Regions from separate parts of the Astyanax mexicanus genome. Here region 1 is linked to region 2. A link is a contact called in public Hi-C data. All regions are on one chromosome and are shown on one strand. The core of a region is the stretch at or near the end of the contact, and the rest is flanking DNA. Distances in the headings are between cores, read along the strand shown. Region 1 holds the start of tex55 (testis expressed 55). Region 2 holds the start of LOC125781600 (adhesive plaque matrix protein-like).

Evidence for each region. A called contact is a pair of places that touch in the nucleus more often than the background predicts.
Region 1: a Hi-C map of muscle shows a contact between it and region 2, with 2.9 times the contacts expected there. The contact joins the promoter of tex55 here to the promoter of LOC125781600 in region 2. A contact is called at or near these places in 3 of 3 Hi-C or Micro-C datasets (blood and muscle).

The regions. Positions count from the first base shown.
Region 1 is chr1:3,333,928-3,337,311 of AstMex3_surface, forward strand. It overlaps tex55 (testis expressed 55), which reads left to right and starts at 1,585. Exons shown (of 4, transcript XM_022666397.2): 1 at 1,585-1,828; 2 at 2,042-2,162. The coding sequence starts at 1,704.
Region 2 is chr1:3,185,553-3,188,866 of AstMex3_surface, forward strand. LOC125781600 (adhesive plaque matrix protein-like) reads left to right here and starts at 1,612. Exons shown (of 3, transcript XM_049465205.1): 1 at 1,612-1,899; 2 at 2,012-2,161. The coding sequence starts at 1,612. The region is part of intron 2 of zbtb20 (zinc finger and BTB domain containing 20); the gene reads right to left.

The DNA of each region.
Region 1 (3,384 bases), core at 335-2,834, 150 kb after region 2:
CACGGAGGGACACGAGCACCGTCTGCCCTACATAACGTGCACGCGCTGTAGGCCGTGATGTCAGCTGAGGACGACCGGCAACCCAGAAACGCCGGGTTTTCGCTCCGCTTCCCCGCCCGCCTGTAACCGCGCGCACGTTTTACAGCAAAATGCGGCAGAAAGAAACCCCAAAATAATCGGCTGATATAAAATAAATTACTAATATATAGGAAAAATAATATAAAAAATTTAAAAAGACAAAAAACTTGTTTATTTGTTTTGTTTATTTTATGATATATGTATTAATTTATTTTTTTTATTAGCGATATTACATTATAATATAACTAATCATTATCATTCTATATTTCTGTTCCTAGTTTAGATATGAATTATGAACTGCAATTCTGCTTTGTTATTATTAATTAATTGTCTATTATGTTATATATTATCACGTTGACCTACATTACCGCAAAACAATGTTTATACGACTCTATAACGCTTCCACATTATTAAGCGCGTATAATTTTATACAATTTAAAAGAAAACCCTCATAAAGTGCGACGGGACGTTTCAGTCGGATTAGCGCTGCCTAAACCGAGCAGTGGTGTTCATGTTTTTTCAACACCCGTTTACAGTCCAAGCCCCGCCCATCTCAACCTGCGATTGGATATTGATCGTCCTGAAGTGCGGTCAGCCCCGCCCCACCTTTCATGATTTTTCTCATAAGCCACGCACGACTTGCTTTTAATTTTTGTATGTATCATGATAAATAGCCTATTTTAATCGACCGTTTTTACATTATATACAAAACACACTACATTCTGTATGCATACATTTTATATAAAATGCTTAGCTTATTATGTTGACACGTTGACCTACATTATTACAAAACAGTGTTTTTTTCACAAGTTCATTATTTTTTAACATTATTAGGCGCTAGTATCAAGTATCAGCGCTGGGACGTTGTGGATGTTGGTGGAGGTTAAAAGGCAAGGCCAGGCAAGTTTATTCATATAGTACTTTTCATACAACAGTCATTCTAAGTGCTTTAAAGATGAAAAAATACTAAGAAAAGACGAATTAAAAAACAATAAAAATGAAAATAAAATATAATATAAGAATAAAACATGAAAAGGAGTTAATTTTCAAACTATACAAAATGATTATACTTAAATTATTAGTATATAGATTATAATTAAAACTTGATAAAAAAAAACAACAATCGCTACTCCTAGTTACATACAGCTTTTTGAAAAAATCATACATTACATACATTAATAATATTAAATGAAAAAAAAATCCTCATGAAGTACGACGGAACGTTTTCCACCACCGCATTAAACCGCGTATAGTTATAGAGTTAATTTTTAATAACATCCGTTTTCCGATCAAGCCCCGCCCCTCTCCCTGTCCCTATTGGTTGCTCTGTAATCCTGATGCGCAGTTAGCTCCGCCCCGCCCGCCCCGTCCCTCACGTTCATCTTTTTTTTTTCATACTTTAGAACGAAGGGCTGCTCGTGATGAACGTAACAGCCAATCCCAGCGCAGGGGGCTCGTAGCGACGAACCAATCGCAGCGAGATGTGGGCGGGGCTTGTGAGAATACGAGAGGGGTGAAGGAAAAAAAAAAACAGTGGTCCAAATTCAGTCGCTGCCATTGTGTCTCATAACAGAAAATGACGTCACCCCCCGAGTCTCTCGCGTGCGGTTGCCAGGGGTTACGGGATGACTTTTCAGACGTTAAAACAAACCCCTCAAAGCCAAACTGAGGATACTGACCGAGTTACGCACTTTTTCTTACGAGTTTTTGCGTTTAATTCAGACTTAAACTCAGAACAGTCCTCTAAAAGGTAGGGTAGTGTAGTTGGTAGAGTGTTTTTGTTTCGTTTCTTAGGTTTGTTAGTTTAGTTAAAATTTTTCCCAAGCAAATTAAAATTTATTTTAGCTGGGAAATTAGAGGAAATTGTAATTTCTTCACAAGAAAGGTTTTTTTTAATTATTATTTATATTTCTTTCTTCATTTCACAGACAAAAGATCTCTCTCTTTTTTTTTACTTTCTGAGCATGGAGGACTCAGACACAACAGAAACAGTGCGAACGGCCCGACCCACCCAGGCCCATGTGGACCCTTATCAGAGCTCTGTAAGATATTTGGAAAGCCATAACATCCTTCAGATATTCCAGGTAAGAAAATACATTTATTTCATCTTATTATTTATTATTATAGTGATATTAGTTAGCATGGTGATGATCAGTTTAATACAAATGAAGTAACACACAAAGAATAAGTAAAAAATAAATAAGTACAGATTTGTTCTGAAAAGAGTAAAAAGCTTGTTGCTAGATAGATAGATAGATAGATAGATAGATACTTTATTGATCATGTAGGAAATTAAGCAATATTTATATTATATATATATATATATATGTACAATAGAGTACCTTTCAGTGAAAGACTTCTAAATATCTCATGAATATGTGTCAAAAACATGATCATCCAAAACTGTCTGGTTTTCATATGGAAAATGTATAAATCAAATATATACATAAATATATTGTTTATTCGTACAGTGAAACAGAATACCGAATGTACCTTTTAGCTGCTTAAATGGTACAAATCTTTGTTTCCTGCTGTTATAAAAAGACTTTCTACTTCAGAGGAAACATATTTGACCCTATAAAAACAATATTATACCTTTGAGAGTACAAGTATGAAAAGTGTACTTTTAAGTACAAGAAATACTTATATGGTACTTCTGTTTTTTAGTGTGTAACATCTCAAATTTCCAGCCCTATCCTGTTACGTTACAACATTTGTCTTCTTAACCCTTTCAGACCTGAATTATGTGCCAGTGATGGAAAAATATGAATTTAATAATAATAATAATGTTAAATAATAAAGTTTTCTGTCTGTAATGCACACAAAGGAAGACTCTAATATTATGATTATGATGTAAAATCTATATTAACATTTAATTCACTTAACTAAAATAACTAAACTAGTGTTTTCTATGTCTACTGTCTATTCTATCTATTTTAATTAGCCTCTTTGGCTTTTTGGCAGAGTTAACCTATTGTTTAATTGGCTTATAAACTTTTTTATCGGCTCATTTATCTCATATTATATTATCTGTTCTGATTAACAACACGTCTCAATTAGTGTTCTGTGCAAGAAAACACTCGAAAACAAAAATATATATAAAAGGGTTAATCCATAAGTATCGGGACAACAATGCATAGCTATAGAAGAGTATATTTATTAAACAGTATATACTCTTAAGTCTTTATAATTATTGTTCTGATTGAAGTGTATACTCAGAGTTTATACCCAACAGTTCTGATCCTGGAATTGATAATGTCTTAACGTGATAAAATACTATTATATTATTTTAATGCACAATATTTG
Region 2 (3,314 bases), core at 362-2,861:
TGTTAGCGACGCGCTAAGAGGTTATGAAAACAAGCCTCTGCAAGCAAACACACAGACTCATCCGAACATCTGATTATAGTCACTTTTCAATACTTCAAACCCGTGACTCACGCGCAAAACCGCAAACAACACAATCCCTGCTACGCGGCCTCCGAGACGCGAGAATGACAGGGGTCAGCCTCTCGTGGAAATGTTCTAAAACTTTGAAGGTTACGCAGATGAATCGAAGACACAGCGAAAGAACGCGCGAGAGTGGGTGGGTGTGTGTGTGAGAATATCTGTGTGTTTGTGAGAAAGTCTGTCAAAGCTAAGCTGTACGCACTCACGAGTGTATCTGAGCAAATGAGAGCGAGAGTACGATAGCAAAGGTACGAGAGTGAGCATACAGGAGCGAGAGTACAAAAGCTAAAAGTGGAGAGTAAGGGTACGAGAGCAAGTGCATGAGAGCGAGAGTACGAGAGTGAGCGTACGAGAGTGAGAGTATGAGAGCGAGCATACGGGAGCGAGAGTACAAAAGCAAGAGTACGAGAGAGAGTGTGAAAGAGTGAGGATTTGAAAGCAAGTGTACGGGAGCAAGCGTACGAATGTGAGAGAATGAGAGCGAGCATACAGGAGCGAGTACAAAAGCAAGAGTACAAGAGAGAGAGTGTGAAAGAGTGAACGTACAGGAGCGAGAGTACTACAAAAAGTGCACAAGAGTGAGTATGAGAGCGAGCATATGGGAGCGAGAGTACAAAAGCAAGAGAACAAGAGAGAGAGTGTGGAAGAGTGAGCGTGCGAGAGCAAGTGTATGAGAGCGAGAGTACGAGAGTGAGCGTACGAGAATAAGTGCATGAGAGCGAGCATACGGAAGCGAGAGTGCAAAAGCAAGACTACGAAAGTGCTCAGGCATCTTCTTTGGTAAAACCTAAAAACGTCAGGTCCACTTCAAAATCAGTTATGGCAAAAAAAGGCCTGAATACATGGATAAAAGTAGTATTAAGACACTTGCTTCGTCATTGTTTGACGTCCACGACTTCAATACATAGAGTTCAACTGTTCACCTTGATGTGGATTGGTAACTTCTTGTTGCAAAGAACCGGTCAAGGGCACCTTCAGGGAAAATATCCTCAAACTGCACGACTTCTGTCATTTGTTCAAGCCATCATTTTTCAGGTTTCTCAGATTCTCAGCAACTGACTGAACCTTGGTCTTGTTCATGTTCGCATTAAGGTGGAGTGGTAATTTCTTATTGCACAAGACTGGTCAAGGACATCTTTTGAAGATGCTATCCAGGGATGAAACCCACAAAATTCAAGTCTTCTGTAAATCAGTTAAGTCACAGTTTCTTAGGTTGGTCTCGGTTCCCACCACTCAGATCCATTGATCTTATTGAATAATTATTCTGTTTTAAGGACATTTTCTTGGATTAATTTGAACAACCACCTGGGCTGAATTGGTATCTCCCTCTTACACAAGACCGGTTGAAGGCATTATCTGGATGTGCCCTCCAGTCAAGGGCATCTTCTAGGACGACACCTACAAACTTCATGCCATCCAATCAAGCAACTATTTTCTGGGGATGCCTTCTAGTTAGGGACATCTTCTGGAAAAGACCTCTGCTCAAGGGCAATGCTCTCGGGTCAAGGACATCATCTGGGGATGCTCTTTGCTCAAGGGCATCTTCTGGGAATGCCCTCGGGTCAAGGGCAACTTCTGGGGATGCCTTATGGTCAAGATCATCATCTGGGGATGCCTTCTGCTCAAGGCCATCTTTCTGATAATGCCCTCTGCTCAAGGGCACCTTCTGGGAATGCTCTCTGCTCAAGGACATCTTTTGGGAATGCCCTTTTCTCAAGGGCATCTTCTGGGAATGCCCTCTGCTCAAAGACATCTTTTGGGAATGCCCTCTTCTCAAGGGCATCTTCTGGGGATGCCCTCTGCTCAAGGACGTCTTTTGGGAATGCCCTGTTCTCAAGGACATCTTCTGTGGATGTCTTTTTCTTAAAGCATCTTCTGGGAATGCCCTCAGGTCAAGGGCATGTTCTTGGGATGCCCTCTCTTCATGGGCATCTTCCGGGAATGCTTTCTTCTCAAGGGCATCTTCTCGGGATGCCTTTTGGTCAAAGGCATCTTCCAGGGATGCCCTCTGGTCAAGGGCATCTTTTTGGGAGGCCTTTTGGTCAAGGGCATCTTCTGGAAATGCCCTCTTCTCAAAGGTATCTTACTATCTGGACCACGGTTTAATAGATATTTCCCTTGAGGTTGATTGGTATCCTCTTCTCGCACAAAACCAGTCAAGAGCATTTTCGTGGGAAAAGTCCTTTACTTTGATTCAATCAAGCCAACAGCACTTCTCTACAGGAACTAGATAAGTTGTTTCATGGTTTTATTCTTAATAGAAATGCACAATGTAAAAGCCTAAATGGTCCAGCAGACGCTGTATACCGTAGTAGGTGTCAATGGTGGGCCAAATGAGGCCTACGTCCCAAACCACACACTTCTACTCTAAACACTACATTAATAAACACTTGTTTAATGGAGATGCACTATTTTTTAATGCAGTACTTGGTGCAGTAATGTGCGGTTTGGAACGCAGCCTTGTTTAAATGATGTGAGCGAGTCGTAATTCTCTTTATCTCCAGGAATTAAACAGGACGAGAATTTTAAAGGCTCTGTTCTGTGCAGCTTTGTTTCCGTATACACTGGCATGCAAACGCATGGGCACCATGAGGTGAAATTCCTAGTACTGTGGATAATTAAGTGAGTAGATGATTAACTGATCCATAAAAGCCAAACAAAGCAGGAGATGGCTATATGGTGAGGTAGTCGTTTCAAAAGTTTATAATATAGAAAAAAAGGAAAAACAGGAAAGGTGGAGGTCAGGTTTGGGTATAGAACACCAAATGTCTCAACCATCCAAGAAAGACTGTTTTCTAGATTTTGAAGCATTGCTGTGAGAATACCCTAACTCATCTTCAACTCCCCAACTTATTGGATAAAGCTCCATCAATCCAGAAAACAAAGTTCTACCAAAGTTCTATACAACTCAATATATACTCATAATCTGTATCTATTATTAAATATCCAAAAACTGCTATTAAGTATTTAGAAATGACGACAAATTATGCTGTAACTACAGCTATGAGAACTATTATTCTACTATACATTTAATTATTAAATACTTTAAATTAAAGGTAAAACAACCATGTCATTGATTTAAAGTGTATTTATGTGTTGGTCTAATGCTGCGCGTTCATGCTTATAAGATTAAGATAATATTTGGATTATTTTTAAATCAAAATGTTAGATTCCTAAACTAAATCTTAAATATA